Linked DNA regions of Sus scrofa: all the other regions are linked to region 4. The links are chromatin contacts, called in public Hi-C and HiChIP or PLAC-seq maps. All regions are on one chromosome and are shown on one strand. The core of a region is the stretch at or near the end of the contact, and the rest is flanking DNA. Distances in the headings are between cores, read along the strand shown. Region 1 holds the start of HNRNPL (heterogeneous nuclear ribonucleoprotein L). Region 2 holds the start of RASGRP4 (RAS guanyl-releasing protein 4). Region 3 holds the start of NFKBIB (NF-kappa-B inhibitor beta). Region 4 holds the start of EIF3K (eukaryotic translation initiation factor 3 subunit K). Region 5 holds the start of MRPS12 (a long non-coding RNA gene). Region 6 holds the start of GGN (gametogenetin).

The links. A called contact is a pair of places that touch in the nucleus more often than the background predicts. HiChIP or PLAC-seq counts read pairs in DNA pulled down with a chosen protein or histone mark.
Region 1: a contact with region 4 is called in a Hi-C map of liver, with 1.9 times the contacts expected there. The contact joins the promoter of HNRNPL here to the promoter of EIF3K in region 4. A contact is called at or near these places in 3 of 47 Hi-C or Micro-C datasets (alveolar macrophages, heart right ventricle and liver).
Region 2: an H3K27ac HiChIP or PLAC-seq map of alveolar macrophages shows a contact between it and region 4. The contact joins the promoter of RASGRP4 here to the promoter of EIF3K in region 4. A contact is called at or near these places in 1 of 47 Hi-C or Micro-C datasets (epiblast stem cells) and 2 of 2 datasets of contacts at active chromatin or transcription factors (alveolar macrophages and skeletal muscle).
Region 3: a contact with region 4 is called in a Hi-C map of skeletal muscle, with 3 times the contacts expected there. The contact joins the promoter of NFKBIB here to the promoter of EIF3K in region 4. A contact is called at or near these places in 2 of 5 promoter capture datasets (fetal liver and liver), 5 of 47 Hi-C or Micro-C datasets (heart right ventricle, liver, mesenteric adipose tissue and 1 more) and 1 of 2 datasets of contacts at active chromatin or transcription factors (alveolar macrophages).
Region 5: a contact with region 4 is called in a Hi-C map of skeletal muscle, with 5 times the contacts expected there. The contact joins the promoter of MRPS12 here to the promoter of EIF3K in region 4. A contact is called at or near these places in 5 of 47 Hi-C or Micro-C datasets (fetal heart ventricle, heart right ventricle, liver and 1 more).
Region 6: a contact with region 4 is called in an H3K27ac HiChIP or PLAC-seq map of alveolar macrophages. The contact joins the promoter of GGN here to the promoter of EIF3K in region 4. A contact is called at or near these places in 12 of 47 Hi-C or Micro-C datasets (alveolar macrophages, blood, embryonic fibroblasts and 8 more) and 2 of 2 datasets of contacts at active chromatin or transcription factors (alveolar macrophages and skeletal muscle).

The regions. Positions count from the first base shown.
Region 1 is chr6:47,653,335-47,658,220 of Sscrofa11.1, reverse strand. HNRNPL (heterogeneous nuclear ribonucleoprotein L) reads left to right here and starts at 2,365. Exons shown (of 15, transcript XM_021094349.1): 1 at 2,365-2,941; 2 at 4,823-4,886. The coding sequence starts at 2,685.
Region 2 is chr6:47,330,756-47,335,251 of Sscrofa11.1, reverse strand. It overlaps RASGRP4 (RAS guanyl-releasing protein 4), which reads left to right and starts at 1,911. Exons shown (of 18, transcript XR_001309084.2): 1 at 1,911-2,270.
Region 3 is chr6:47,701,412-47,706,118 of Sscrofa11.1, reverse strand. It overlaps NFKBIB (NF-kappa-B inhibitor beta), which reads right to left and starts at 2,475. Exons shown (of 6, transcript XM_003355897.5): 1 at 2,200-2,475. The coding sequence starts at 2,378. It overlaps SIRT2 (sirtuin 2), which reads left to right and starts at 2,777. Exons shown (of 17, transcript NM_001114271.1): 1 at 2,777-2,834; 2 at 3,680-3,726. The coding sequence starts at 2,819.
Region 4 is chr6:47,473,606-47,478,125 of Sscrofa11.1, reverse strand. It overlaps EIF3K (eukaryotic translation initiation factor 3 subunit K), which reads right to left and starts at 1,942. Exons shown (of 8, transcript XM_003127119.5): 1 at 1,783-1,942; 2 at 558-656. The coding sequence starts at 1,841. It overlaps MAP4K1 (mitogen-activated protein kinase kinase kinase kinase 1), which reads left to right and starts at 3,036. Exons shown (of 32, transcript XM_021094343.1): 1 at 3,036-3,252; 2 at 3,421-3,478; 3 at 3,612-3,702; 4 at 4,389-4,453. The coding sequence starts at 3,154.
Region 5 is chr6:47,725,174-47,730,118 of Sscrofa11.1, reverse strand. MRPS12 (a long non-coding RNA gene) reads right to left here and starts at 1,601. Exons shown (of 3, transcript XR_002344649.1): 1 at 1,514-1,601; 2 at 1,154-1,221. SARS2 (serine--tRNA ligase, mitochondrial) reads left to right here and starts at 1,725. Exons shown (of 17, transcript XM_021094351.1): 1 at 1,725-2,089. The coding sequence starts at 1,823.
Region 6 is chr6:47,298,851-47,303,666 of Sscrofa11.1, reverse strand. GGN (gametogenetin) reads left to right here and starts at 2,091. Exons shown (of 3, transcript XM_005664585.3): 1 at 2,091-2,344; 2 at 3,108-4,816. The coding sequence starts at 3,127. SPRED3 (sprouty-related, EVH1 domain-containing protein 3) reads right to left here and starts at 1,456. Exons shown (of 6, transcript XM_021094342.1): 1 at 1,304-1,456.

The sequences.
Region 1 (4,886 bases), core at 1,116-3,615, 180 kb before region 4:
GTGGTTCTGCGTCTTTGGTGGCAGACAAATCTTACTATGCCACTTACAAGCTGTGGGATCCTGGGTTAGTCGCTTGCGTTCTCCGAGCCCATTTCCCCACCCGCACAATGTGCACCTCAGCATCTACCTTAACCAGCACAACACGTGGCTGACCAGAAGGATTAAGGCGTGATTCTCAAGCAACTGTGCGACTTTCTGTGAGGGATAGGGGCGGGGGGGGGGTGAGGGCTTGGGGGTGTTTGGAGAAAAGGGACGCGAGAGTCTTCCCGTTCCTTTTTTACGCTGCTTCCTCCATTCAACGCGGAGCACCTCTCGGTCTCCCCACCTCTACCGCCCCCCCTTTCTTTTTTTCCTGGCTGGAAAGAGGTCGTGGTCCCTTTAAGGCCCGCCCCTCCCTCCCCCAAAACTTCCCAGTGTCTGCTCTTTTCGATCTCGGACGGCCGGCCAGGCTCGCCGCCGAACTGGTAGGGACTCGGGGCGAGGGGTCGGGCAGCGGTGCGGGGGGATCGTAGGGGAGGCGCCGCCCGTGGCCCGAGCGCATGGGGTGGGGGAGGGGCAGGGGCCGGCAGCGCGGGGGTGCAGATAACACGGCCACCGGGTCGCCCGCCACCGGCGCGCAGGGGCGGGCGAGCTGCCTGGAAGGTGCCGTGAGAGAGACGGTTCCGTCGCGTCCCGTCGCCGCGCGCCGGCGCGAGGGGCGTCCGGGCAGGGCGCGGGGGCGGGGAGGGGAGGGGCCCCTCTCTCCCCTCCCCCCACCGCATTCCTCTGACGTCGGGACCTTGGGACCCCGCCTTTCAGTGGGACCCGCCCCGCCTTTGCACCGCAGCACAGATCACGTGTTGGCGCCCAGCGGTCCCCCATTTCTATTCTCCGCCCTTTCGGGTCTTCCCGGGGTGATTGGGAGCTGTTTTAGATCCCCACAGCCCAATCCTCAACTTTTTTCTCTTTCCAAACCCGCGGACCTACCAGGCCTGGTCCCAATATCTTAGTGCCACTGATCCCATTTCTAACTTAGTTTCCACCGGGACCTCCATTTCGGGAACTCCCTTTCACCCGGATGGAAAGGTTCCGGAGCATCTTTAGGGGGGCCGCCCCCGCATTTCCCACTACTGTCTCCTCTCTTCTTGACTGCTTCTTCCTTCCCACCAACAGGCAGCCCCATAACCTTAGAGCCCACAGGGTGGCATCCTAGGTCAGCTCCCGCCCCGCCCCGCCCCTGGTTCCAACTATTGGGCGTTGTTGGACTCTAGAGACTGAGAGAGGGTGTCCTCTGAGGGTTGGCCCGGCCCTAAGAAAATGAGGCCCACTGGACGCTTAGAACTACTCCCTTTGCAGAGTGCTAATGCTAGCACTTTGCTGGGTGCTACATACACCTTGCGTTTGGTAGATAGGCCAGTCTAAGGCAGAGGCGGGGACCACCCTTCCCTTGCCCACACAGAACCAACCCACCCAGAACCAAACTGTGATAACCCTGTAAAGGCTGTCGTGTGAAAATCATTGGGCTGAGTGATCAGGGATTATCATGGGGGAAGCCCTGCGGTCTGGGCTGGTAGGGACTAGGGACACTTTCAGAGTGAACTGAGCACGGGCTAGAGAAATTTATTCCTTAGTTCTGGGGTAGTGGAGAAAGTGTCGTTTGGAAAGGCGTGCTTGGCCAAAGATCGAGAGGTGCGCGAAAAATCCTTTTCTTTCTGCAAACTGAGTTATTGTGGCTGAATTTAGAGGTGGAGTGGTGAAAGAATGCCGGCAAACCGGACAGGGTTAGACGGTTGGCAGCAGCAAATGGTTTTATACTGAGAAAAAGGTCAGACAGGGACTTTTAAAAACAATTCCTCTGGCACTGTGAAAGTTAGAGATAGAGAGGAATAGGATATAGTGACGGGGACAGAGCTACACTGGCCGTTTCCCTGTAACTTGGTGTAGGTCTCCAGTGCTGCTCACAGCAAATCAAAAACTACTCAAGGTACTTCAGGCCTTCGCTCCTTTGGAGGGCTGCCCCGCCTTCGGAGGCGCCAGAAAGCAGTTCGCGCATGCGTCCTCGCCTCCCATCCTTTCCTTGACTGCGCCAAAGAGCGCCTACGGGCCTGGGATGGGCTCCCCTTTCCACCCAATCAGGGCCCACCAGTGGTCCTACAATCTGGTGAGAGGATTCCACTCTCAAATGACTAATCGGGTGGAGACCCAGACGACGGACATCTACAGCAGCCAGTAGTGAAAAGCAAAAGGGAGGGGCCTCCTTCTCTCCTTGTAGAGAGGCTGGGGAAGGGAGTCGCTGCGACTGGATGACTAAGGGCTCTCCGTTTGATGGACGAGGGAGAAAACCAGTAAGAGCGGGAAGGAGGCGGGGCTTTTCAGGAGCTTGGGGAGCGCCGCTCCTATCAGGTACTCCAAAGGAGGCCAGGCTGTGCCAGAAATCCGACCTATCAAATTGGAGTTTATTTTAAGGCGGTGGGGTCGGCAAAATAACTTGCAGAAAGCGCTCGCCTATAAGGAGTGTCCCAGACAAACGAGGGCGGGCGCTCTTGCAGAACGGCGTGGCCTTTATCCTATAGGCACGCAAGGCGGACGGAGGCTTCCCCTCCCGCCGCGGCGGGACCAGTGGCTCCCCTATCGGGTGGGGGCGGCGAGTGACGGGCGTGTCCCTCCCCCAATGAGAGGCGGGGGGAGGCGGGTTCTGCGCCGCCATGTCGCGGAGGCTGCTGCCCCGGGCGGAGAAGCGGCGTCGGCGGTTGGAGCAGAGGCAGCAGCCGGACGAGCAGCGGCGGCGGTCCGGAGCGATGGTGAAGATGGCGGCGGCGGGCGGCGGAGGCGGCGGTGGCCGCTACTACGGCGGCGGCAGTGAGGGCGGCCGGGCCCCTAAGCGGCTCAAGACTGACAACGCCGGCGACCAGCATGGAGGCGGCGGCGGCGGTGGAGCCGGGGCGGCGGGCGGCGGCGGCGGGTGAGGCCAGGGCCCTAGGCGCCGGAGACGGCCGGGGAAGGGAGGGAAGATTGCCAATCTAGAGAGTATTAATTTTAGGTGGCTGAGTCTGTGCGCACGCGCCCAGGCCCTCGCCCTGAAGGACGGGGTGGGGTGGGGGAGGGGCAGACGTTGGGCAAACGGCGGGGTTTGCGCGAGGACAGGCGCTTGCGCGTGCGCGGTATCCCGAGGTGGGGGGTGGAGGAAACTGCTCGCGCTGCGGCTGGCGCATTGCGCAGGCGCCGCGGGCTAGCTTGTGGGGGCCAGGCACGCGGCCTGGCCGTTTTTCTCTATCGTTTTCCTGTCTGGCCCCCTGCGCAGGCGCACTGCTCCTGCCCCGGCCTCGTGGGCGGTTGTTGGGGGGGGGCACCGCGGGGAGCGCGTGGGCGGTGGCATTTTTCTCTGCTTGAGTGGGGAATTCTGCCTGATCGTTTTTAGTTTTTGTAGCGTCATGGTTTGTCCCTGTACAGAAACTCATTTATTTAAGGATGTTTTTTTAGACCAGGATATGTTCCTCGTTTTTGTGGGCATCGAAAACCGGAAGAAGGGCTTGTGAAAGGTCTTGGGCGTTTAGAAGTTTAAGCCAAGCTTTGGAGTTATCACAAGTTTGCTTACAATTTCTAGGGGTTAACTGGATGCAGTCAGTTTCTCGAATCAAAATGTTCTCTGAGGGTGGGCATTTTGGAAGGGATTGGAGCCTCTTCAATCCCCTAGGCGGAAGAGGCTACCAGTTGTTACTGCTGGCCTGGAACCCGGTTCCTCCTCCCTGGAAGTTCATGAAGTCCTCTCCTGGTCACGGTCAGCCGTTTGCCGGGTTTTCCAGGTTTTAATAGCACGCTGTAGCTGTGATTTACTAGCATTTAAACTGTTCCAGGTCTTGTTCCGTGCGCTTTAAAGTTATCTCAATTGAATTCTTGACACTCCTGTAGGAGATAGGGCGTGGTATTACTGTTGAGGTGAAGTAAATCCGTCCAGGTCCCGTAGCTGTTGCAGGGAGGGGTTGGGATTAGGGGCCCTGGAACTCCAAATCGCTGAGCTGGTAGCCATCTGAGCTGGTAGCCATCGAGCGGGTGTGCCTCCTGTGGTTTGTGTGGTTCATTCCTGAAATAGAATCCGATTCTGTTCCGTTCCATGGGCTTCTGCCTGGTAGTTCAAGCGGCAGGCTGGGCCCAGAGCTGGGCAGAGGTAGAGAAAGTTACTTTCCTTTTGATTTCCCAGAGGCTGTGGGTGGAAAGATTCTTCCTTCCCTTGGGAAGGGAACTGTCTTGGTTTTTAGTGATACAGGTTGGAGTTTTGTTTTCCTGAAAAACTTTTCCTTTACCTAAGTTGGGCCTAAGTAGAATTTTCCAACACAGATGTTGGTGGGAGAATAATTAACGGCCAGAAGCAGCCAAGACTGGCCTGTTAGCTTCTGGAGCTGCTGGACCTGGGGATAAGTGGTGAGGGATAGCAATGCTTGGCTAGGTTGGAAGGACACAGAAGCTGGAGTGGATGTCCTGGTTCAGACTGGAGCAGCAAATTGAGTTTTTTTGTCCGTGATGTTCTCTTTCCAAGCCATTCTTTTCCCACATTTCCTTGACCAGCAGGAACAGACAGGTTTTGGGAGGAATATAAAATGGAACTTGCTTAGTCCTCCATTTTGCCATCCTCAGAAGCTACAGTGAGAACCATGAGGCAAGTGGCCATACACTCAGGCCATGTGCTCTGCTGGCCCAGAATCCTTTTGGGGTAATTGGTCCCCTTGTCTGCCCTGTGTGTCCTCCTTGGCTCAAATGCTTTGACTGGGACCCCAACAGCACAGAAGCTCATAGGCCGCCATTTTGTACAGCAGAAAGTGAAGTCTTATTTTTGCTTCTTTTCTCAGGAGAACTACGATGATCCACACAAAACCCCTGCCTCCCCAGTTGTCCACATCAGGGGCCTGATT
Region 2 (4,496 bases), core at 662-3,161, 140 kb after region 4:
GCCACGAAATGGAAAACCCAAAGAGAATGAGCTCTGTGCTTGTCTAAATGCTCTGATCTGAAAAAAACCATCCTGGAGCTCCCTGGTGGTTCAGGAGTCAGGATCCGGTGTTGTCACTTCTGTGGTTTGGGTTGCTGCAGTGGTGCAAGTTCAATCCCTGGCTGCAGAACTTCTGCATCCCATGGGTGTGTCCAAAAAGCATTAAAATAAAAGATTTTTTTATTTTTTTATTTTAGGGAGTTCCCATTGTGGCTCGGCAGGTTAAGAACCTGAATAGTATCCATGAGGATGGGGGTTTAATCCCTGGTCTCACTCAGTGGGTTAAGGATCTTCAAGCTGCGGCATACGTAAAAGATGCAGCTCAGATCTGGTATTGCTGTGTGTGGGCTGGCAGCTGCAACTCCAATTTGACCCCTAGCCTGGGAACTTCCATATGCTGCAGGTGCAGCCCTAAAAAAGAAAAAAAAAAAAAAGAAAGAAAAGAAGAAAAAAAAAATTTTTTTTAATTAAAAACCGACCTCTGGAGTTCCCGCTGTGGTGCAGCTGAAATGAATCCGACTAGTATCCATGAGGATGAGGATTCAATCTCCGGCCTTGCTCAGTGGGTCTGGGATCCTGAGCTGCCATGAGCTGTGGTGTAGGCTGCAGACGGCTCAGATTCTGTGTTGCTGTGGTGGTGGTGTAAGCCAGCGGCTGTAGCTCTGATTTGACCCCTGGCCTGGGAACTTCCATAGGCTGCAGGTACAGCCCTAAAAAGAAATCCAAAAAACCATCCATGGTGCGTCTTTCAGTGAAAAAAAAGAAAGGAGCAAAAATATCCTGAGACCTTTGGTTCAAGTGACTCCCGTACTAGGTTTGGCAGAATCATACTAAATACCATGACACTTATTCCACTCCAGGGATCCACCCTACAGACCTGCACACTGTTCACCAACAGACAGAGGCCAGAAGGATCACAGTAGCATTATTCACAGCAGCCCAAACTGGAAACAACTCAAATGCCCATCACAGGAAAAATCAATCAATAAACCATAGATAGTCACAGGAGGGAGGCCTATACAGCAACCAAAGAAATAAGCTGCAAAGAAATCAATAGCATGGAAGAATCACAAAGACATGATGTTGGGTGAAAGAAGCCAGACGCGATAGCTGATTCCATTTACGCGTAGCTCGAAAGCAGGCAAAAGTACTCAGCGAGAAATTGGGCTGGTGGTAACCTTTGGGAGGCACAAGGGGGCTTGTGGGGGATGAGAAATGTCCTGTTTCTTGATTTGTGTAAATGTCACATGGATGTGTTCTGTTGGTCACCATTCAACAACCTAAACACTTACGATTTGACTCTTCTTTGTACTTCAATTTAAAAATATCTCAAGCATGACACATTCAGGTAAAAGAGAAAAAGCATACATACTCAAAAGAAAAGTCTCTGCGTCTATGAGCACATTTTTACGTACGTAAACGCACAGCCAACAGATCAGGTAAAACCCAACCATGTATGACATAGGTCACCCCTGCCTGAGAGGGACTACGCGGTGGGGAGAGGGCTCCTGGAGGGCTAACTTCCATCTACAATGTTTTCATAATAAGATGACGGCCTTCGAGACTGTGTGAGAATGAAATGAGTCACTATTTGAAAAGCCCTCGGAAAAGTGTGTGGTATACAGTAGGTGCTACATAAAGGTTTGTTCCATTAAAGGTAGCAAAGTGAAAATGCTCTCTGGGGTATAAACGGTATTATTAAAACGAAGCGAGACATGAAAGAAACATACGAAGAAATACACAAAATATCATGCCTTGTGACTTTCCCGCTTTGCGCCTAGTTACACCGGCACATGCCCTCCTAGAAACCCAGACTTTGCTCTTGAAGTGTGTGTGTGTAGAGATGTGTCGCATTAGGCATACTTTTTTTTCTTAAGCTGCTTTTATTGAAGTATGACAGTAACAGAACAGAGAATCACGGGTCCGGAGACCGAGAGATGGGGGAGATAGAGCCCGCGGGGTGCCTGGGGGTGGGGGCGGCACCGGAAACCTCAGCCTGAAGGGATCCCCGAGGGGGGGAGGGGGGCCTCTGGTCGCTCCCCAGCCTCTTCCTTCCCCCTGGCCTGGGGCTGGGTGGGGAGGGGCAGTTCCTCTTTCCTTCCCCAGCGCCGAGGAGGCCCCAGCTCCCAAGGGGCGAAGAAGCTGGAGGCTGGTGACTGGGGAGGAGCTGAGCCCCGCTCTTGCGGGACCCCCTCCCCCTCAGGAAGCATGAACAGGAAAGACAGCAAGAGGTGAGAGGACCCTCCCCACAGGGACCAGGAGCGCCTAAGCCCCGGGCCCCAGGGCTGCCGGGGAAGGTTGGGGGAGGCTCCAACGAGGCGGGTAGGGTGTGGAGCTGCCGGCTCGAGCAGGGGGCCGCCAGGTAGAAAGATGCTCCAGGGAGTCCAGAGGCAGCTGGGCTGGGGCTGTTTGCGTGAGCGTCTGTGTCTTAGCCTCGCGCTCTCTGGAGTCTGAGCTGCTCCAACCCTGTTTTCCCCGTGCACCCCACCCCCTGACCCTAACTCCCTAGAGGCTGGCTGTCTCTGTCCCCCCCCCCCCCCCGCCCCCCGCGCCCGGGTCTTCTTGGCTCCCCCTTCCAGTCACTCGCTGCCTTCTTCCCGGGACTGGAAACTCCAGACTCCCGCAAGGCCTTGCCCCAGGGGGAGGGGAGTGTGACGCTGGGGCAAGGCGGCTCCCCTGTCTCTTCAGCTACCCCTGGCTGCTCCAGACACGACCCCAGGGCAGACAGTCCACAGGCAAGGGCCTAGCAGCTGACTGTGCCAGAAGCTTCTGGACTAGAGCTCCTGTCACCTGCAAGCTTGCCTTCCTGCCCTTACCCTGGTGACAGGTGGCGAGGTCCCTAGCCTGGGCAGCTCTTCCTGCCTCCCCCAGCATGTCTCTGATGGGCAAACGGTCCCCTCCCGATAATATCCAGGAGTTTAGTGGTGGAGACCTGGTTGTCTCATTTTCTGGCTGTGTGACCTTAGGTAAGACACTGAACCACTCTGTGCCTCAGTTTCTTCTCTCAATAGAATAATCATAGGCCTTCTGAGGAGGGGCATGTAAGCCCTCAGTGGTACCATCTAGACCTATGGTTCTCAAGCTTGAGCATGCATCAGAACCACCTAGAGGGCTTCGAAAACACAGGCTGCTGGGCTCACCTCCAAGGTTTCTGATTCTGTAGGTCTGGGCTGGGGCCTGAGAATTTGTATTTATATCAGTTTCCCAGGTGACATTGTTAGTATTTGCTGGGGACTGTGCTTTGAGAACCACTGGTCTTGATAGATGCTCACCCCTCTGCCCATACACATTCAGTACTCAAGAATGCCAGCTCTTACCTGGCAACATTCAATACTGACTTACTCTGCCCTTAGGATGCACCAGGAACGTGGCAATGCCCTTCTTATGAGAGTCTCCCAATTTCTGGTTTCACCTCCATTCCCCACACCTGGCTCCATCACATTCCCTCTCTGCATCTCAAATTTACCTTTCCCACCTCTGGCCACTTAAGAGTCTAAGCAAATGAAATCCCCCCACCCTTTTTTTTTTTTTTTCTTTTTTCTTTTTAGGGCCACACTCACGACATATGGAGTTTCCTAGGCTAGAGGTCTAATTGGAGCTACAGCTGCCTGCCACAGCCACATCAGATCCAAGCCATGTCTGCTATACCACAGCTCACAGCAACGCCAGATCCTTAACCCACTGAGTGGGGCCAAGGATCGAACCTGCAACCTCCTGGTCCCTAGTCGGATTCATTTCCGCTGCACCACGATAGGAACTCCTGAAACCCCTTATTTAGCACTTTTGAAGAGCAGGGCATTGAATGGTCCTAATAAATTCCTGGGGAAGTTCCAAGGATGACTCTCATTTTTCAAATGAAAAGACTGAGGATCAGAGAAATTATGTGATTAATATAAAGTTACATCGTCAGCATAAATTCCTCCAATCCAGTTTTGTCTGACCCTTGTGGAAGCCAAGGCCATTCTGCCCGGATTCTGCTCCCTCCTTCCTCCGCCATCCCTCTCTCTCCATTACCCCCTTTCCCCAACGAGAACAGGAGCCTCCAGGAGGCACAGGGCAGAGTAGGGGTTACTTTGAAACTTTCCTTGAAGCTGCCTCAGCCTCAGGGACCCCGCCCAGCTCTGAAGAGCTCTGGCGAGGCCACTTTGCACCCATATCTTCTCTCCAGGCTCCAGACCTAGGGACCCAGGCTTGCAGCTAAGACTCAGGTCCTGTCGAAAGGCTGGCTTGGGAGAGGGATCTGTTCACCTTAGTGCGGGTCACAGAGGCGGGAGAGGAGGAAGAGATGGAATCTGAGGGATCTGCTTCTCTCTTGAGGGCTGGGAGGAGGAGGGGCAGATGTTGCAGAGCGAAGGGGAATTCTGGGGAGTGTCCCTGAAGGCAGAACCTCGCATGATTCCCCCTGGGGAGGACAAGAAGGACACTGGGGGTCTTTTCCTGTGGTTCCCCAGGAAATC
Region 3 (4,707 bases), core at 1,226-3,725, 230 kb before region 4:
GTAACACTCTTGAAATATAAATTTTAAAATAGGTTAAAATTAAAGGGTATAAAAAGATATTCCATGGTAACACCAGTCATTCAAAAGAAAACAGAAGTAAGTATTTTAATATCAGAGTAGATTTCAGAGCAAGAAGCATTACCAGGGCTAGAGAAGGTTATTTCATAACGACAAAGAGGTCAGTGAAACAAGAGGACTTAATAATCCTAAATATTTGTGCCCCTAATAATAGAGCATCAAATTACACAAAGCAAAATCTGATAGCACAACAAGGAAAGCCACGAATCCACAATTATTGTTGAAGATTTCAATACCCGGCTCTCAATAATTGACAGAACAAGTAGAAATCTAGACTTGAGCAACAAAAGAACCAGGGAAACACTGACACTCGGAGAACACTACACCCAACCAGAGCAGAATACACATTCTTTCAAATGCACACATTATATTCTTGGCCCTAAAACAAGTCTCAAAAAGTCTGAAAGGATTCAAGTCATGCTAGGCTCTCCATCCCCAACAGAATTAAACTAAAAGCCAATGAAAGAAAGATGCCTGTGATATGGAAACTGAATAACATACTTCTGAAGAATCCGATGACCAAAGAAGAAATCAAAAAAGAAATTAGAAAGTATATTGCATTAAATAAAAACACTACACATCATGGAATTCCTGTTGTGACTCAGTGGTTAACGAACACAACCAGTATCCATGAGGATGTGGTCAATCCCTGGCCCGGATCACTGGGTTAAAGATCTGGCACTGCCATAAGCTGTGGTCTAAGTCGCACATAGGGCTCAGATCCCACATTGCGGTGGCTGCGGTGTAGGCCGGCAGCTGCATCTTCGATTTGACCCCAGCCTGGGAACTTCCGTATGTCGCAGGTAGGCCTTAAAAGCAAAACAAAACAAAATGACAAAAAACGACACAGCACATCAGAATTGGTGAGATACTGCTAAAGCACTACTCCGGGAAATTTACAGCATGAATCACTTATATGCGTAAAAAAAAAAAAAAAAAAGAGTCTCAAATCAATGACCTCAGCTTCCATCTTAAAAAACGAGAAAAAGAAGAAATTAAACCCCAAATAAGAGAAGAAAGTAAATAAGTCAGAACAGAGATCAACAAAATAGAAAGCAAAAAGAGAGAAAAAGAGAAAATAAATGAAACCACAGCTGGTTGTTTGAGAAGATCACTGTTTCCTGAGTGCCTCCTATGGGTCAGGGGCTGCTGGGTCACTGGGGATACAGCGGTAAACACGATACTCAAAAACCCCAGGTACATTCCCTCAATTGGGCCTTTACAACTGTTTTTCCCTCTATGTGCAATGTTCTCCCCAGATAATCTACTTGTCTCACTTCCCTGCTTTATTTTTCTCCAAAGAACTTCTTAACGTCTGACATGCTATTTTTCTTTTTTTTTTTAATTTTTGTCTTCGTTTCTTCCTGCCTTTCTTCTTTCTCTCCCTTTCTTACTTTAGGTCTGTGTATCTTTTTTTCTCTTTCCTTCTCTCTCCTTTTCTTTCCTTTTTCTTCCTCCTACCCTTCCTCCCTCCCTGTCAGTCTATCTGCCCTTCTGTCTATATACCCCCACTAGAATGTATGCTCCACAAGACAAATGTTTTTTGGGCTTTCCTCCCTGCCTTTAGGCCACACCTAAAACAGTTCCTGGAAAGTCGAAGGTGTTGGATTATTTGTTTAATAGATGAATTCCTGCTGTTATGTAGTTTCCATTTTCTCTTTGAATGTAAGCTTTGAAGATCAGAGTTCAGAAGGTGGGATCCTGGAGTCAAAAGCCAAGTATTAATTTCGAAATAAAATCTAAGGCTCATGTAAGTTAGGCGCTGAGGACCAAAGATCATATTTGGAGGATAAAGGTCAGGAGGAGCCTGTCTGAACTACAGTTCTAACAGAGGGCTAAGGACTGGGGTCAGGAAGGTCAAATCGAGTTTTGGATGTGGAATCGATCACTGAATGTGGGTCTGATCAATGAACGCATAACTCTGAGAATCAGTTCAAGAAAGGAAGGCCAGACATTATTGGGTTAGGATCAAAATTAGATAAGAAGTTGGTTTTATCAGAGGCCAGTCTTGGGGTCAGGAAGTCAAGCATCAAAAGACAGATTTAGGATTGAAAGGTTGGGAAGTCAGGATTGGAGATGTGGGACCCTGGGGCCCGATTTGTCAGTCTAAGGTTCACTCACGTGTCGCCATCCTCAGTGACGTAGCCGAAGACGAGGGGCGCCCACGATAGTCCCGGACCCAGCTCCGCGCCTAGGCCTGGTCCTCCGGGGGCCGCTGCGTCCGGACCCAGAGAGCCCAAGCCGCTGTCGCACCATTCATCGGTGTCCGCAGCTTTCCCCAAGCACGCAACCCCAGCCATGGCCCCCGAAGCCTCAGGGGCCCCCAGCGGCAGCCCGCCTGTCGCTGGGCTCTGCCTGGAATTCTCGAGCTTCCGCCCTGCGGGGAATTCCCCAACACGCCCCCCTGACTCATCCAATCAGGGTGGGCTAAGTAGTACACGCCCCGCCCCCATGCCACATGATGACCAATCAGAGCACTCAGGTGGACTACGGCGTTCTACCTTTTCCCACACTTTCCCGGAGTCCTTTACCAGCATGGCTGTGGACGTGGAGCCCTCTGGGACTCGTAGTCCGGCCTTTGCGTGGGGGCGCGCTCCGTACGCGGTGCAGAGCATTATATGCGATCGCGATGGCTGCTGGGAGTTGTAGTTCTCTGCCTTGTCTCGGCCCCCTCCTGTTTCCGGTGCCGTCACGGGACAGAGCAGTCGGTGACAGTCCCGAGGGCCCCCGCCCCGCGCCCATGGCCGAGCCGGATCGTGAGTCGGGGACCCCGGTGGGAGGGCAGGGCTGCACCGGGGCCTAGCTGAGGGTCGTAGGCCCCGGGGCCCGAGGGCAGGCTTGGTGGGGCAGGAGATGGGGGTTGCATGGGGGGGAAAATGGGATTCCGGGGGCAGTTGCCAAGTGATCCATATTGCTAGATTGGTGGCTTTCTGGGTCGCTAGGTTTTAAGGGTCCGTTTGCCACTTCCCCCAAGTTACTAATGATCACATGTTTCTCGCACCTTAGTTGCCAAGGACCCTCGTTGCTAGGGACTTAAGATGCCGCGGTCCTGGTTGCTAAGGGTACCTGGTTGTTAGTAGCAACTGTAGGATGCCAGGGTCCCCTCCTATTGCTTCCTTTTTCTCCGAAACCAACCCCACCCTGCCCGACACACACACACACACACACCACACACACACACACACTCTGCACCTCTTCTCCCAAACCTGCCAACAGGCAGAGTATGTCTTCTCTCCTTTCTATGGCTTCCCACTGCTTGTAAACCTAATGACACACACTCTCACACTACTACACCCTTCCTAACTCCTCCTAAGTCTTCCTCCATGCCGGGCGTGCTTTACTTTCTCTTCCCTCGCCTAAACCTTCCTGTCCCGGCCTCTTTGTCCCTCGCTAACCTCTCCTCCCAGCCGTCTGCACACTGATAAGGTCCGCTTTTCCCCATTGCCGCCCTCCTCCACTTCCATTTTACACCCCCACCCCACCCGGTATGACCAGGTTGGTGAGTTTTCTTGATCCCTCTGCCCCACTAATTTGAAGCCCTTCCTTCCCCCTTAACCACTCCCTTCACCTTAACCACGTCTGCTCCCCCTCCTCCCCCCAGCCTCAGACCCTGTGGAGACCCAGACAGGGAAGGTGCAAGAGGCTCAGGTGAGATGGGGCGGAAGGGTGGCGGGAAGGAGAGAGATGGACTTCCCACACCCCATCCTGGGAGGGAGGTGGCAGAGGGGAGATGGGAACCCCAGGGCCCTGAGCTCCCTGCCCCAGTCCCTCCCCCCACCTCCTGGTTCAGCCTCCCGGGGAATGGTGGATTCTGGGGACTGTCAGAGGAGGGCGTGCAGCCTCAGCCCCCGGCCTGCCCTTCCAAACCTTCCTCTCTCCTTGCCACCCCCCACCCCATCCCTTCTGAACCTCTTTTGCACTGCGCATGGAAGAGATCTCAGAGCCAAGTGTAGGGTGACAAGGAAAGCAGCTCAGGGCACCTTGGGAGCCCAGAGTAAACTTCGTGGAGTCCCACAGATTCCAGCCAGTCCTTTCCCTGGAGGAATCCCACAGGCTGATCTAGGAGTCAGGTTGAGGTACAGACTCGCAGTAGTGAGTGTAGAGTGACTTAGAATTTTCTTAGGTGAGGTGCGAATTGGGGTCCCACGCGGAGGGTACGGCTTGTGCAAACACGGGGAGGCGGGAGAGTGAGATGCGCTCAGAGGTCAGGTGGCTGGGGTGCTCCGCTAATTATTCCCATGGTTGGCATTTCCTGAGTACTTACTCCAGCAGGTACTCTGTCTCGTGCTCTATGTGCAGCGTCTCATCTTCCCAGCATCCCTGTGGGGGGCAAGGCCTACTGTGTCCATTTTACACATGAGGGATTTGAAACAGAGTTTTTCAATAGCTTTTCCTCTGACCCTTGGCTAGAGGAGCAGAGATGGGTTTGCACCCCATGGTACCCAGCACATTGCCTTCCAGATGCCTCGCTTTGGACTCACAGAGGCCCCATTGGCACCTCCAGCTCCCCCTTAGTCCAAGTTGCTCCCACGTGCCGGGCAAGGCCCTCCTGTCCTTCCACAGAGCCTCCCTGTCTGCAGCCTGAAAGCGTGCCAGCCCACCCACAGACGTGAGATGGCAGCTCAGAGG
Region 4 (4,520 bases), core at 693-3,192:
GGGGTCCAATTGGAGCTGTAGCCACCGGCCTACGCCAGAGTCACAGCAACATGGGATCCGAGCCGCGTCTGCAACCTACACCACAGCTCACCGTCTGCAACCTACACCACAGCTCACCGCAACGCCGGATCGTTAACCCACTGAGCAAGGCCAGGGACCGAACCCGCAACCTCATGGTTCCTAGTCGGATTTGTTAACCACTGCGCCATGACAGGAACTCCATCAATGTTTTATATAACCATGTTTTTGGCCATACTTGCAGCATATGGAAGTTTCAAGGATAAAACCCATGCCACAGCGGTGACAACGCTGGATCTTTAACCTGCTGAGCCACCAGAGAACTCTTATATTGACTTTAAATGGAATAAAATCTATAAACACATCCAATTGTTATGTTTCACACCTGAAAATATAACACTGTACATCAATTACATTTCAACTTAAAAGAGAGAGAAGCCACATCCTGTGGGCCACCCCCAACTCCCACCCTACCCAGTATTGGGAGCGGCACCTTGCTGGCTACTGACACAGTGGTGGGAACAGATGCAGACACTCACAGTTTCAGAACAGCCAGGTTGGCTTCCAGATCATAGGCATTCTCCTTAGCCTGTGTCTCCACATAGCGCTCCAGGGTGGCCAGATTCTCAGGATTATACCTAGAGGAGAAACAAGATGGGTGAGCAGAAAAGAGAGGAGCTGAGGTCAGTCGCTCTGTGGGGCCGGGGTGAGAGGGGACACTGTAGCCTGCTCCTCCCTCTTCCTTTCTTGCTTCCCTCCAGATCTGTCACTGGTCACTTGCTCTACTCAAATACCGAATCAGCTCTATAACCTCTAACAAAACTTATCCACATCCCAGACCTAAGCCTAAGCTCTAGCCCCCGTGTATTTTTTTTTTTTCTTAAGGCCGCACCCTTGGCCGCATATGTAGGTTCCCAGGCTAGGGGCTGAATCAGAGCTACAGTTGCTGGCCCACACCACAGCCACAGCAACGCAGGATCCGAGCCGCATCTGCAACCTATACCACAGCTCACAGCAACACCAGATCCTTAATCCACTGAGAAAGGCCAGGGATTGTACCCGCAACCTCAGGGTTCCTAGTCAGAAGTGTTTCCGCTGTGCCACGATGAGAACTCTATCAGCCCTGTGTCTTTTCTAGGATGTCTCCTCAACCTCTCAGCCAACCAGCCCTGGCAGCATGTATACCTGGCCTCCAGGACATCTTTGCCAGGCACCCCTTTCTCCCCTCCCCAGGCCCCACTCAGGTCTAGCACCATCTTCTCCTGCCTAGCATCCCCCCATCCCAGCCCTGACCACTTCTGGCTACCACTACCACTGCCTATTGGCAGGTTTGTCTAGACTCTGAACCGGGAACTCCGTGAAAGCACAGCCTGTGACTCTCTTGGTCACTTCTGGTTCGCAGCAGTGCCCAGCACTGACAAAACAGATTTTAGTAAACATGTATTGGATGAATGATATGGGAGGGGGGAGAGAGAAAGAGGCACTGAGAGAGACAGACTGAGGAGGAGAGAAAGGAAAGTGAGGGGAAGCCGAGAAGCAGAGAGAGAGGCCTTACATCAATTAAAAAAGGGAGGACTGAGCGGTAGACAAGCTTATCGCCCGCCATAAGGCCTCTGCAGTGCTGTTTCCTTAAACATCTCCAAGACGACTGAAAAAACCCCACTCCCGGGCAAGCCCAGGATCCAGACCACCCTTGCTGTCTCCCGAAAAATCCCCTCCTCCATCCTGCTTGGCCAGAAGCGCTCCCTCTGACCAGGTTCAGACCTGTCGATACCCTTGAGCAACTTGCCCACGTTCGCTCTCATCTGCTCAAACATCGCCATGACTACTCTTGCCTCCCACACCGGGACTGAAGCCGAAGATCCTACAGGCACGGCGTCCTCGAGGACCGGAAAAGGAACTGCGGGTGGAGACGGAAACTACGTCACTGTTTCCTCTCCAGCCCTGGAGGCGAAGATGGAGGAGGCTCTAGCTGCGGCTGCCGCGCTTTCCGGCTGCCACGTGACTTCTTCCCAGCGTGCGCAGTTGGCGCGTGCGCATACGCTCCACTTGAGCAGGACCAAAGGCGTGAGTAAAAGACCAGTCTAGTTCAGTGCGCAGGCGCCCTCTCGAGGCGAGGAGGCGGGGCTGAGCTTTTCCCGGGCCTTGCGTACCCAGTCCTAGTCTCTGGGATGTGCGCGCGAGGTCCCTGGGAAGGAGGTGAATCCCTGACGGCGAGCACGCACGTCGCGCTGCGCGCTGTGGTGAACTCAAAACTGTGTTGGAATGCACTTGTTGAAGTCCCTTTGGGCCATGGCCAAGTCCCGAGGAAGGTGCTCTCGGAGGCCCCCTTTGCTCCAGGCCTCGACCCCTGAGGCAGGATCTAGAGCACCGCAGTTTCCAGCCCTGAACCGGGTCCCCAAGCTCCAACCTAACGCCAGGGTTAGCGGCCCGCAAAGCCGCTGTGCTCTGCTGGCAATGGCCGGGGTGAGAGGCTACTGAAACCCCACAGCTCACGCCCAGTCCCTATAGGCTCCAGTCTTGTGGGTGAAGGCGAGCGCCTCGTGAGTTATGTGCAGATTCTTCACACTGCAGGCATGAATGCACATGCATGTGTTATGTATGTGGAGGTATATGCTCTGAGTACTTTCACACGTATCGACTGCCCTTTGCACCGCACAGGGGTTACCACTAAGTGCATGTATGCGCTCCAGGTGAACAGTGACATACACTGCATGGCCATCTCTGTGCAGACCTGCCATCTCCCGGTCGTGGCCAAACTCTCAAGCACTCAGCTGAGGTTCAACTGTAGTTTTTGGCCGCCACCCAGAATGGGGGAAGGAGTGTTAGGGCACCCTCCGGGTCACAATTAAGATAGTTTGCATCTGGTTTACATTCAGCCTGGAAGTGAAGGGGGGGGTCCCCTGGGTCCCAAGGCAAGCTGCCCCTAACAGGCTCTCAGGGCCCAGGGGACAGGGGGTGGAGCCGGCTGCACAGCCCTGAGCTGGGGCAGGAAGCGAGAGTGGGGAGGGGGGAGGCCACAGCGGGTGGAGGCAAGGCGGGTGCAGGGCGTGTGGGGAGGGAGGGAGGTGCCAGCGATCTGAGCCCTGAGGCCCTGCTGGCCCCTGGGCGCAGGCCCGGCTCTGGCCCCCAGGAATGGACCTCGTGGACCCCGACATTTTTAATAGGGATCCCCGGGACCACTACGACCTGCTGCAGCGGCTGGGTGGCGGCACCTATGGGGAAGTCTTCAAGGTGAGGAACTCTGTCCTTCTCCATCACCCTCAAGCCAGTGACCTTTGGGGGGAGACCCAAGAAGGGAAGGGGATGCGAGAGGGTCCCGGTCCCTGGTTTTGGTTCAGGGATGCTGAGGAGGACTCAGGCAAATGGAGCCCGCCTGACTGCCAACTTCCCCTTTACAAGGCTCGAGACAAGGTGACGGGGGACCTGGTGGCATTGAAGATGGTGAAGATGGAGCCTGGTGAGGACAGGACCCAGGAGCTCCTTCCCCACACCCCCCACCTCCCGGGATGGTGGCGCCCCCCCCTCCCTGACTCCCTCCTCCCCACACTCCCTCCCTGCAGCGGCCTTTTCTCTTCTGCCCTTCCTTGCAGACGATGATGTGTCCACACTTCAGAAGGAAATCCTCATCTTGAAAACCTGTCGGCACGCCAACATCGTGGCCTACCACGGCAGTTATCTCTGGTGATGAGCCCCAGACCTGCCCTGGCACCCAGCCCGGCCTCCACCCCCAAACTCCCGTTCCTGACCAGGGGACCCCCTAACCTGACCTCCAATCCTGGACCAAAGTCCCACTTTTTTGACCAGATCGAATCTCCAATCCAGAACTCTCATTTCTGACCCGGGGGCCCTCCAGTTGATCCCTTCATAGTAACCAAACCTGAAAACGAGTCCCCTAAAACGCATCTTTCACCGTCCTGCTCTTCAGGTCCCCCACTTTCACTTTCTGTTCCTGAAGGTGAACCCCTTAATTTCCTGACCCCCCAATTAATATCCCAGATGCCTCGGTCATGATCTCTGTTCCCCAGACCTGGCATCCTGGGCTCCTCTGTCCCCATCGAACTTCCACAACCTGTGAGACCCGTGCCCTGTCTCCCAGGTTAGCATAGAACAACAGAGGATGCCATGGGTCTGGAGCCCAAAGACCTGGCTTTGATTCCACTTGACCCTAAACGTATATTTCCTCTCTGAGTCTCAACTTCCCCATCTATAAAATGGGAGTGGGGTGATGGTCACTCGGATGGGCAATAGATAGACGACGGCGCTTACATTAAAGTTTTTGTTGTCCTAGAACAAGATGGACAGTGAGCCAGGAGCTGTCCTATAAATAATCATTTTTTTCAGCTCTGATTATTTCTGCTCTTGAACAGGCTGCAGAAGCTCTGGATCTGCATGGAATTCTGTGGGGCTGGTTCTCTCCAGGACATCTACCAAGGTAAGGGGAAGAGCGGGAGCGGGGGAGGGTCCAGGCAGCCCCTGCCCCTCCAATCCACCTGTCCTGT
Region 5 (4,945 bases), core at 352-2,851, 250 kb before region 4:
ACTGTGTTTTGGTCCCAGTAATGGAGAGAGAGAGACTGTGGTGATTGATTCAGCCCTGAGCCATGTCCTCTTAGAGCTTCCACACCAGGGCTTTGAGGTGCATCCTCTAGCTGGATGCCCTCTCAACACCCAAACTTCCCACTCCCCTCTGTACCCACGGCAGGTCCTGGCCTTACCGTCCATTTCCATGTATCCTTATGCCTCAAGTGACAGCAGAATCCTCAAAGGGGATTCCTAGAAGTCTCTCCTTAGTGATGTGCCACCGCCGCCGAGCACGACTGTTCACCTCAGGGCCTCAGTGTGCTCATCTGTAGGGTAGGCACCATCATTAGAGCTCCTCCTGCCTCCTAAGCACTGTGTGATCCGCACGTCAACCTAGCCCAGATTCCCCAAGCAGGGCAGAGATCTGTCTTGTTCAGCCCTGTGATCCCTAGTCAATGTCAAAAAAGAGCTTAACAGGGAGTTCCTGTTGTGGCCCAGTGGAAACGAACCCAATTAGTATCCATGAGGATGCAGGTTCGATCCCTGGCCTCACTCAGTGGGTTAAGGATCTTGCGTTGCAGTGAGCTGTGGTGTAGGTCGCAGATGTGGCTCAGATCCCATGTTGCTGTGGCTGTGGTGTAGGCTGGCAGCTACAGCTCGATTCAACCCCTAGCCTGGAAAATTCCATATTTGGGCATAAAAAAAAAAAAAAAAAAAAGGAAAGAAAGAAGGAGCTTAACAAAGGTTTGAAGAGTGAATACGCAGGTGGAATATCTCACAAAGAGCATGACCTGTGAGAAACATTTGGTATTTGTGGAAGAAACAGGTTCATAATAAAGCTTCCCTCTCAGTGCCCGGCATGTACTAGGCTCTTGGAAAATACCAGTTGAATGAACAACTTCAACACTTTGCTTGGACGTCTCACCCAAGGGAAATATTTAATATTATTTGCTGAAAAAAATAACCGACCCAAACTCCTGACACCCCCCTGACCCATAGTAGCCCTCAATGCAACTACTTCCCACCCCCTTCCCTTGCAACACCAGCTCCGCCAAAAGCCATCGTGTATCCTCCCTGATTTAAAACCTTGATTCCCTCGGCAGAGGATGCAAGTCCCAGGGGGGATAACCCTCACCTAGCCTCGGCTCTGCAGCCCTAGTCCCCTACTTACCACAGTTTAGGGACGTGCCGAGGCCACGGAGAAGGCCGGACCAGGACATCCCGCCGCCTGAAGGGTCCCTGTTTTAGGGGATGAGAGATTCAGATAGAGAAGGAGGGGAAAGTGTCCGTGATCGGGGAAGGGCCAAATCTCCCCATCCCGCTCTCGGACTCTTCCGTTTAAATCTAAGGGATTTCCTCCGACTGTATAACCACAACTCCTAAAGCCGCTAACAGAGAAAGTCCCTCCGTAAATTTAGTCTTGCTCTGAATAGCCTCTCGGGGATTCAACCGCCCCTGCTCACATACAAGAGGAAAAGGGAAACTGAGGGGAGACCCGGGGAGGTTTCGAGGACCCGAGAATCCCGTCTACCTTTCCGACACTAGCCCGGTCCGCCGACACGCCAAATCTGACCTCTAACTGAATGGAATTATCCCGGCAGGGATTGGCTGGCTCTGCCCTTCCCGGTACACTGAAGGGGCGGGGAACAGATGACGATTGGGCAACGATAATGTCAATCTCGGCCAACTGTTCTCCCAGAACAGTGTTTTTTGAGGCATGGGAGGGGCTCACTCCTTCCAAAGTTTGATTGGCTAGTCCCGGAGAAGAGCTGCTTTACAATTGGTCTAAACGCGTAGTGGGCGGGATGAAGAGTGCGCGACTTTTTGTCCCCCTTCCAAGATGGCTGCGTCCATGGTGCGGCGTTTGTGGCCTCTGGTGGCTAGTCGGGGCCTGCGGCTCCGGGGAGGCTATGCCTGCAACCAGAGCCCAAGGAGAAGCTTCGCTACGGAGAGGCGAGACAGGAACCTCCTGTACGAGCACGCACGTGAAGGCTACAGCGCGCTCCCTCAGCTGGACATGGAGCCGCTGTGCGCATACCCGGAAGAGGCGGCGCGCACCTTGGATCTCCGCAAGGGGGAGCTGCGATCTGACGACCTGCCGGCGATCGTGAGTGCGCTTGCGCTGGCCGGCATTGCCAGGCCTGGCCGCTTTGCTTATTGGCTGTTCGCTCTAGGGACGAAGTGGGCGTGCCAGATATTCTCCAGGAGGGGGCGGTCTTATCGCAGGATTTTAGTTTCTTCCCAAGTTTAGCAAACGTGTTTGGCACTCACGTACGTGCCAGTTATCCGTGGAGTGCCAAGGCCCTACAGTCTAGATATCCATGATGCTCCTGTTCCATATGGCTTGTTGAGTACCCACTCTGCACTAAGAACTTACTACTGTCTGCCAATGTGCTCCGACGTCGAACCAGGCTTACCCTAAGGCCACAGAGGGAAATGCCGGACAAAGATGTGAATCAGAGGTGAGGGGAGCCTCTTGCCTTTGGAGATTGAAAAGTAGAGTTTGCACCTACCCACGAGTATCAGGCAGTTAAATAGTGTTATTTAATCCTTTGAAAGATATTTAGGGAGCGCCTACCTTAAGTTCCAGGTGTTGAGAATAAGACAGCGAATGATAATAATCGCAAAGCTAGCACCTATATAATACTACATGCTGGGGAACTAGAACCGGTGTCACCATATTTCTAGACCCTGTTGGGGCGCTAAGGATGATGGGAACTCGGAATCCTCCCAGCCATCTCTTGGAGCTCCTCCCCAGCCATCCTATTTTAAGTGCTTTATACAGATTAGTCTCATTTAAGTTTCACAACAATCCTGTGAGGTAGGTACAGCTATTTCCCCTACTTTATCAGTGAGGAAGTTAAGGCTCAGAGAAGTTACTTTTTTTGGCTGCCCTGGAGGCATGCACAAGTTCCTAGGGATCGAACCTGGGCCATAGCAGTGATAAATGCCAAATGCTTAACCACTAGGCCAGCAGAAAACTCTATCAGAGAAGTTAATTTAAAATATATATAAGGGGAGTTCCCGTCGTGACACAGCAAAAATGAATCTGACTAGCATCCATGAAGACGCAGGTTCAATCCCTGGCCTTGCTCAGTGGGTTAAGGATCTGGCGTGGCTATGGCTGTTGGCATAGGCCAGCAGCTACAGCTCTGATTCACCTCCTAGCCTGGGAACCTCCATATGCCGTGGGTGTGGCCCTAAAAAGACAAAAAATAAAATAAAATATATATAGGGAACTCCCCTTGTGGCACAGTGGGTTAAGGATCCAGTGTTGCTGCAGTTGTGGTGTAGGTTGCAGCTGTGGCTCGAATTTGATTTCTGGCCCAGGAACTTCCATATACCAAGAGTGTGGCCAAAAAAACCCCCACTAAATTTTATATATATGTGGCAGTTCCTTAAAGAATTAAACATAGAATTACCACATAATCCAGCAATCCCACTTCTGGTATGTACCCAAAAGAACTGAAAGCAGGGACTCAAACATATATCTGTGTGCCTGTGTTTCTACCAGCATTATTCACAATAGCCAAAAGGTGGAAGCAACCCAAATGTCCACTGATGGATAAGTGGATAAAGAAAATGTGGAAACAGAAGGAATAGCACGCAGCCTTAAATAGGAGGAAATTCTGACACATGTTGCAGCATGGAGCACCATAAAGACGTCATGCTAAGTGAAATAAGCCAGCCACAAAAGGACTGTGTGATCCAGTTATATGAGGCACCTGGAGCATTCAGATTCAGAGACAGAATGTGGAGTGGTGGTTGCCAGGGCTAGTGGGAGGGGATGTTTCATGGTACAGAGGTTTTTGCAAAGGTAAAAACGTTCCAGAGGTGGGTCGTTACGAAAGCATAGAGGTCTGAATGTACTTAAAGCTGCCGACCTGTACCCTTACAAGGTAAATCTTTTGTCTGTTATTCTGCAGTTTATTAACGTGCTGGTTGAAAGACCCCAAATTAAACTTAAAACCTGAGAGTTCCCACTGTGGCTCAGTGGTAACAAAACGGACTAGTATCCATGAGGATTCACGTTTGATCCCTTGCTCAGTGGGTTAAGGATCTGGCTGTGAGCTGAGGTGTAGGTCCCAGATGTGGCTTGGATCCCCCATTGCTGTGGCTGTGGTGTAGACCGACAGCTGTAGCTCCGATTCAACCCCTAGCCTGGGAACTTCCATATGCCCGAGGTATAGCCCTAAAAAGACCCCCCCAAAAAAAATGTAACCCAGAAATGGATCCCATCCCAAAGCTCGAAAAACACTTCTTTAGGGCGGAAGTATGGAGAGGAAGGTGGCATGTGGCTTTGCAGGCAGTAGCAAGGCGGGCAACGTGTTCCTAGGGCCCCTGGGGTGCTCTGGGTGCTTCCAGGCGGGAGAGGATGGTATGAGAACTCCAGCTGGATGGAGAAGGTGAGCCTCAAGGCGAGGAGGCTGGCAGAGGGCTCCTTGTAGGAGATGGCAGGCTGGGGGGAAGTCGGGGCGGGGGGGCTACAGATCTGATGGACGTTCATGAGGCAGTAAGGTCAGGACGCAGTCCCGGCTGTGGAGCTGGATGGAGGAGAGGACCAGCAGGCCTGTCCTGGAGGAGGAGGAGCAGATGTGGGGGGAGATGTTCTTCCCAGAGCCCCTGTTGCACATGGTGAGCCGTGAAGTGTCCAGGAGACACCCAGGGGGATCCACCAAGTGGGTAACAGACCACACTGTGACCCCCCAATCCCCTTCTGGCTTCCAGCCTCGGGGAAGTAGGGAAAACTACAGCCAGGGAAGAGGACAGAGGGCTTTGCTCAGGGATCAGGGCTCACAGAGGGACTCCACAGCAGGAGGTGTGGTCAAAAAGTGAGAGCTGGGAGGAATGCTGACCCCGCAGTGCTGGTGGGCACAGGGGCAGCAGCTGGGCCACCCAAAGGACAGGTGCTCTTGGGCTCTCACGTGAGACATGAGTGCTGGCAGGGGCCTCAGCTGCACGC
Region 6 (4,816 bases), core at 842-3,341, 170 kb after region 4:
CTACCTTTTCCTCCATAGCTACCTTTTTTCTCCCTACCCACCTTTTCTCCCTCTCCCCATCTTGCCCGTCCTCACCCCCCATAGCTTTGCTCTTCCACTTCCCTTCCTCCTCCTGCTCATCCCCTATCAACCTCTCTCCTTCTCCTCCCTCTGCACGTACCCACAGCCCCACCCATCGTCCCCCTCACAGCTGGGTGCCTGCGCATATGTATTTTCTTAGAGCCCATCAACTCAGCCCCAGTCCCCCCTACACTGCCTCCGCACCCTGCCGCCCAGGCCACTGGCTGGGTGAGAAACCCAGGCTCTCTTCCCCCCACCCCTTCCCGGATTTATGAATGAGACCGGATGCAAAGCTCATTGAGTCACCCGGCAACGGGAGATGGGCAGAGAGCAGGGAGAGAACCAGAAATGGCCAGAGACAGGCCGAAAGGGAGATGGAGGCAGAAGAAGCCAGGAACGGGCGACCGAGACACATCCAGAGAGCATTTCATTCACAAAATCAAGGTTGCTCCCTCAGGCCCCTGCCGAGGAAAGGCAAGGGGGAGAGATTGCGGGCGGGCAGGCGGGCGGGGAGGGGGGAATTGATCCCTCCTCTTCCCTCTCCCGGCCCCAGCATCCTTCAGAACCATCTTACCCCGCCCCCCAGCCCCCCTCCCCCCTGTTCAGGGACCATAGCCCTCCGCCCAGCAATCAGGATCAGCCTCCAACCCCTCACTACCACCTAGCGCAGGGACCTTGGTGCCCCAGCCTCAAGCACCCAAGCCACGAGCTCTAGCCCCTTCCCCCACCAGCAGGCTGTCGGGTTTCCCCAGCCTTTCGGGAGGGGAAGGGGCCGCCGCAGCGCCCCCAGCCCCCTTTTCTCAATGGGATGGGATTTTGTGAATGAGCAGTCACGTGACGCTGCTTCCTTTGTCCGCCCGCCTCCCCCGACAACAGGTGAAGCAGAGAAAGAGGGCAGGGGTCCCCCCCCAGGGCCTACTGGGATGGGATGCCGGGATTTCTGGGTGCCCTACGCTCCCTATGATCTGTTTCCTGGGGGGAGTGGTCCCCAGATTTCCTCAATGGTGGGGGTCCAGTACGGAAATTATGAATGGGGTGTCCTCGTAGGAAGTCCAGGCCCCCCCAAATGGAGACTGGTACCCCAAATGGCTGCCGCGCAGTTTAGGAGCCCCCACCCCCTTGTCCTTCCAGCCAGGGTCTGGGGGCGTCCCGGTGGACAGGAGGCGCTGCGCGGTCCCGGCTGCCCCCTCACCGTGACAGGCCGTCTGTCAGCCCCCGCCCCCTCGCCCCCCTCGGCACCTGCCTGGAAGGCTCCGGCCGGGCTCCGAGCGGTGGCGACGTGGCCTCCTCCTCCTCCTCCTCTTCGCTCCAGCTCCCTCGCTGGCTCCGGCGGCGCTAGAGACGGGCACCGGGAGCCGGGGCGAGGGGGGAGGGAGGGGAAACCTGGTAGATGGGGGGGGAGGGGGCGGCTTGGGGGGAGGGGTAAGCGCGAGGCAGGCGCACTTGCCCGCTGGGTCCTAGAGCCCGGCCCTGGCTCCAGCGAACAGCCCCCCAGCCCCCATTTTCTTAGGATCCAGAAAGGATCCCCTCCTTTCCCACCCATCTGTGCCATTGGTCCCTGAGGATGTAGGGAGGGAGTCTAGGACAGAGCTTGCTCTGGATGTTCTAAAGAGGCAAGGTCTATGTTTTGGGTTCTAAATGGGAGTGGCGGGGTGCCTGGCGGGGTTCGAAAAGGGGTGGGGCGAGAAGGGAGCATCGCTAGGGGGCGGGGTCGGAGGGCCTGGAAAAGGAGAGTGAAGACGCGGGAGGCGCGGACGAGCGCGTGCGTCATAGAAGGGGCGGATCCACAGAGGAAGGGCCTTCTGGGCGAGCCAGAGGAAAGAGGGTCTTGGGAGGAGAGGTTGTCCTTGTAGGACGGAGCTTACAAGTAAACTGCCTTTAGGGGCCGGACGACGGAGAGTTCCAAAAGGGAGGAGCTACGCAGCTGTGTTCATAATGGGCGGAGCTTCAGGAGAGAAACTAACGGAGAGGGCGGGGCATTGTGAAGGGGCGGGGCTTAAAAGAACGTTCTACAGGGGTGGGGCCTAGGACTGCAAGGCCTGGGGGCGGGGAAGAAGACACTGGAGTATTTCAAAGGGAGATCCAGGTTCCTAAGGGGCAGTGCTCAAGCTGGCACACGGGGCGGGGGGCTCGAGCCTATGGGCGGGGCCTAGGTCTCGGGGTCCGCTCTTGCTGCCTCGCCCGCTTGCCCCGTTCTTTTCGGTTACTTTCTGCTGCGGCCGTTCCCCTCCCTCCCCTGGGCCCAGGGGGCCGCGGTCCGAACTTCGGTCGGCTGGTGGAGTCGGTGAGTGGGATCCTCTGAGAGGAGGAGCGAGGGCGGAGCTTGGGGGAAGGGGTGGAGCCTGAGTATGAGGTCTGCCGCTAGACCTGGAGCAGGAAAAGAAATTTAGCAGTGAAGCCTGGGAAGAGGGCGGGAACCAAATAATCAATTGAGAGGGAGTTGAGGGTTAGAGGTGAGGACTGAGGGGTTAGCACGACAAAAATATCTGGATTTGTTAAGCGGAGGCGGGGCCAGACCTGGGGAGGGTTGGGGGGTCTGGTTGAGAAGGCCCGATTCCCTGACAATCGGGGGCGGGACCAGAGGGAGGAGGCGGGGCCTGGGCCAAAGAAACCTTGTTGAGAGTTCAGGGAGAGAAGCTGGTACTCCTTGGTCTTACAAGCTACAGAGTACAATCACCACGCGTGTTGTGGCCTGAGTAACTGGCAAGGAAGGCGGGCAAGGCCTATGTCTTGGAGTCTAGAGACCTCGGATGTGGTCAAAGCGAAGGGATGTGATCTGAGGGTCCAGATAGGAAGACAGGTACTGAACCTTAGTACACTAAGAGAATGGGGACTCTGTACCTGAACAGCAGCTGTATGGGTCCACGGGGAAGAAGATGTGAACGTCAAGAGCAGAGAAATAGGAATGCGGCTAGAGACTAGTTCCCGAGTGGATATCGGAGGACAAGGGCAGGGCGGGTGAGGATAGATAGGACCAAGTACAACTCTGCCTCGTGGGTTTCCCCCAGCCCTGATAGATTGACTGGCTGACGTTTTTCTGACCACAGTCCCTGACCTCCGTCAGAAATGGGGAACGTGCAGTCGGAGCCGTCCGCTGGCGGGGGCTCCCGAAAAGAGCAGGCCTCGGGCCGGTCCTCCGACTCCCGCCGGACATCCTTGATGGAGCCCGAGGTGACCCCCTCTTCCCCAGCCATGCGCCTGGCTCGAGGGCTGGGTGTCTGGTTCCCTGGCAGCTCTCCGCCCCCAGGACTCCTGGTACCCCCGGAGCCCCAGGCCTCACCCTCACCCCTGCCCCTGACCTTAGAACTGCCCTCGCCAGTGACGCCTCCTTCAGAGGAGGCGGCTGCGGCCACGGTCTCTACGCCACCCCCGCCCCCCGTGGGGACCCTGCTGCCCGCGCCGTCTAAGTGGCGAAAACCCACGGGCACTTCGGTGCCCCGAATCCGCGGTCTGCTGGAGGCGAGCCATCGCGGCCAGGGCGACCCTCCGAGCCTCCGCCCGCTGCCGCCGCCGCCCCGGCAACTAACCGAAGAGGATTCCAACCCTGTCCCGAGGGCCCTATCCCCGATTCCACCGCCCTCAGAGCTGCGGAAGCCACCACTACCGCCACCTTCCGACCGGCAGCCCCTGGATCGTAAAATCACTCCTGCTCTGGCCACACCCGCCGCAACCCCTACAGAAAGCCAAGCCAGGCGCGGTAGCGAGGTCCAGACGGCCTGCGGTGCCCGCAGAGGGGCACCTCCCCAAGCAGGCGAGGGAGAAATGGCCCTGCCGGCGGCCTCCGAGCCCGGCCTGAACTTGCTGTGTAAAGTCACCTTCAAGTCAGGGCCCCCTCTACCCCCTGCGGCAGCCTCGAGTTCCTTAGCAGCCAAAGCCTCTCTTGGGGGCGGCGGAGGAGGTGCAGGACTCTTCTCCGCTACCTCGGGAGCCATCTCCTACGCTGAGGTCCTGAAGCAGGGGCCCGCTCCTGGGACCGCTCGCTCTCCGGGAGAGGTCCCTCGAGGGACTCAGGAAGCAGAGGGCGGTGATGGAGATAGCGAGGGGTGTTCTGGACCCCCCTCGGCGCCTGTGTCCCATGTCCGGACACTTCCACCGCCACCCTACACCACCTTCCCAGGCTCAAAACCCAAATTTGACTGGGTGAGCCCTCCTGATGGTCCTGAACGCCACTTTCGCTTCAACGGAGCTGGCGGAGGCGTCGGGGCGCCCCGACGGCGCGCAGCCACGCTCTCGGGGCCCTGGGGCTCCCCGCCGCCTCCGCCAGGGCAGATGCATCCAGCTCCAGGGCCCCGGAGGCCCGCACCGGCCTTGCTGGCGCCGCCTATGTTCATCTTCCCGGCGCCTGCCAATGGCGAGCCTGTGTGCCCTGGGCCTCCGGACCCGCAGGAGGTGCTGCCGCCGCCGTTGCCGCCGCCCACGCCACCACCCACGCCGCCTCCCGCACCTCCTCCCACACCGCAGCCGCCCATGCCTCAGCCAACGCCGCTGCCCGCCGCGCTCCCGCCGACCGCAGGCCCGGGCCACTTGGAGTCAGCAGTGGCTCCCGCCCCACCTCCCGCTCTGCCCCTCGCCTTGGCTACCGAACAGGCCCAGGCCCCGGCCCCGACCCCGGCCTCGGCCCAGGCCCCAGCCCCGGCTCCAGCTCCCATCACAGCCGAGCCGTCGCCGCCCGTGCCGGCGCCCGCCAAGGCCCGCACCCGCCGGAACAAGGGTCCCCGCGCAGTCAGGGCTGCGCCCCGTGAGGATGGCCCGCCTG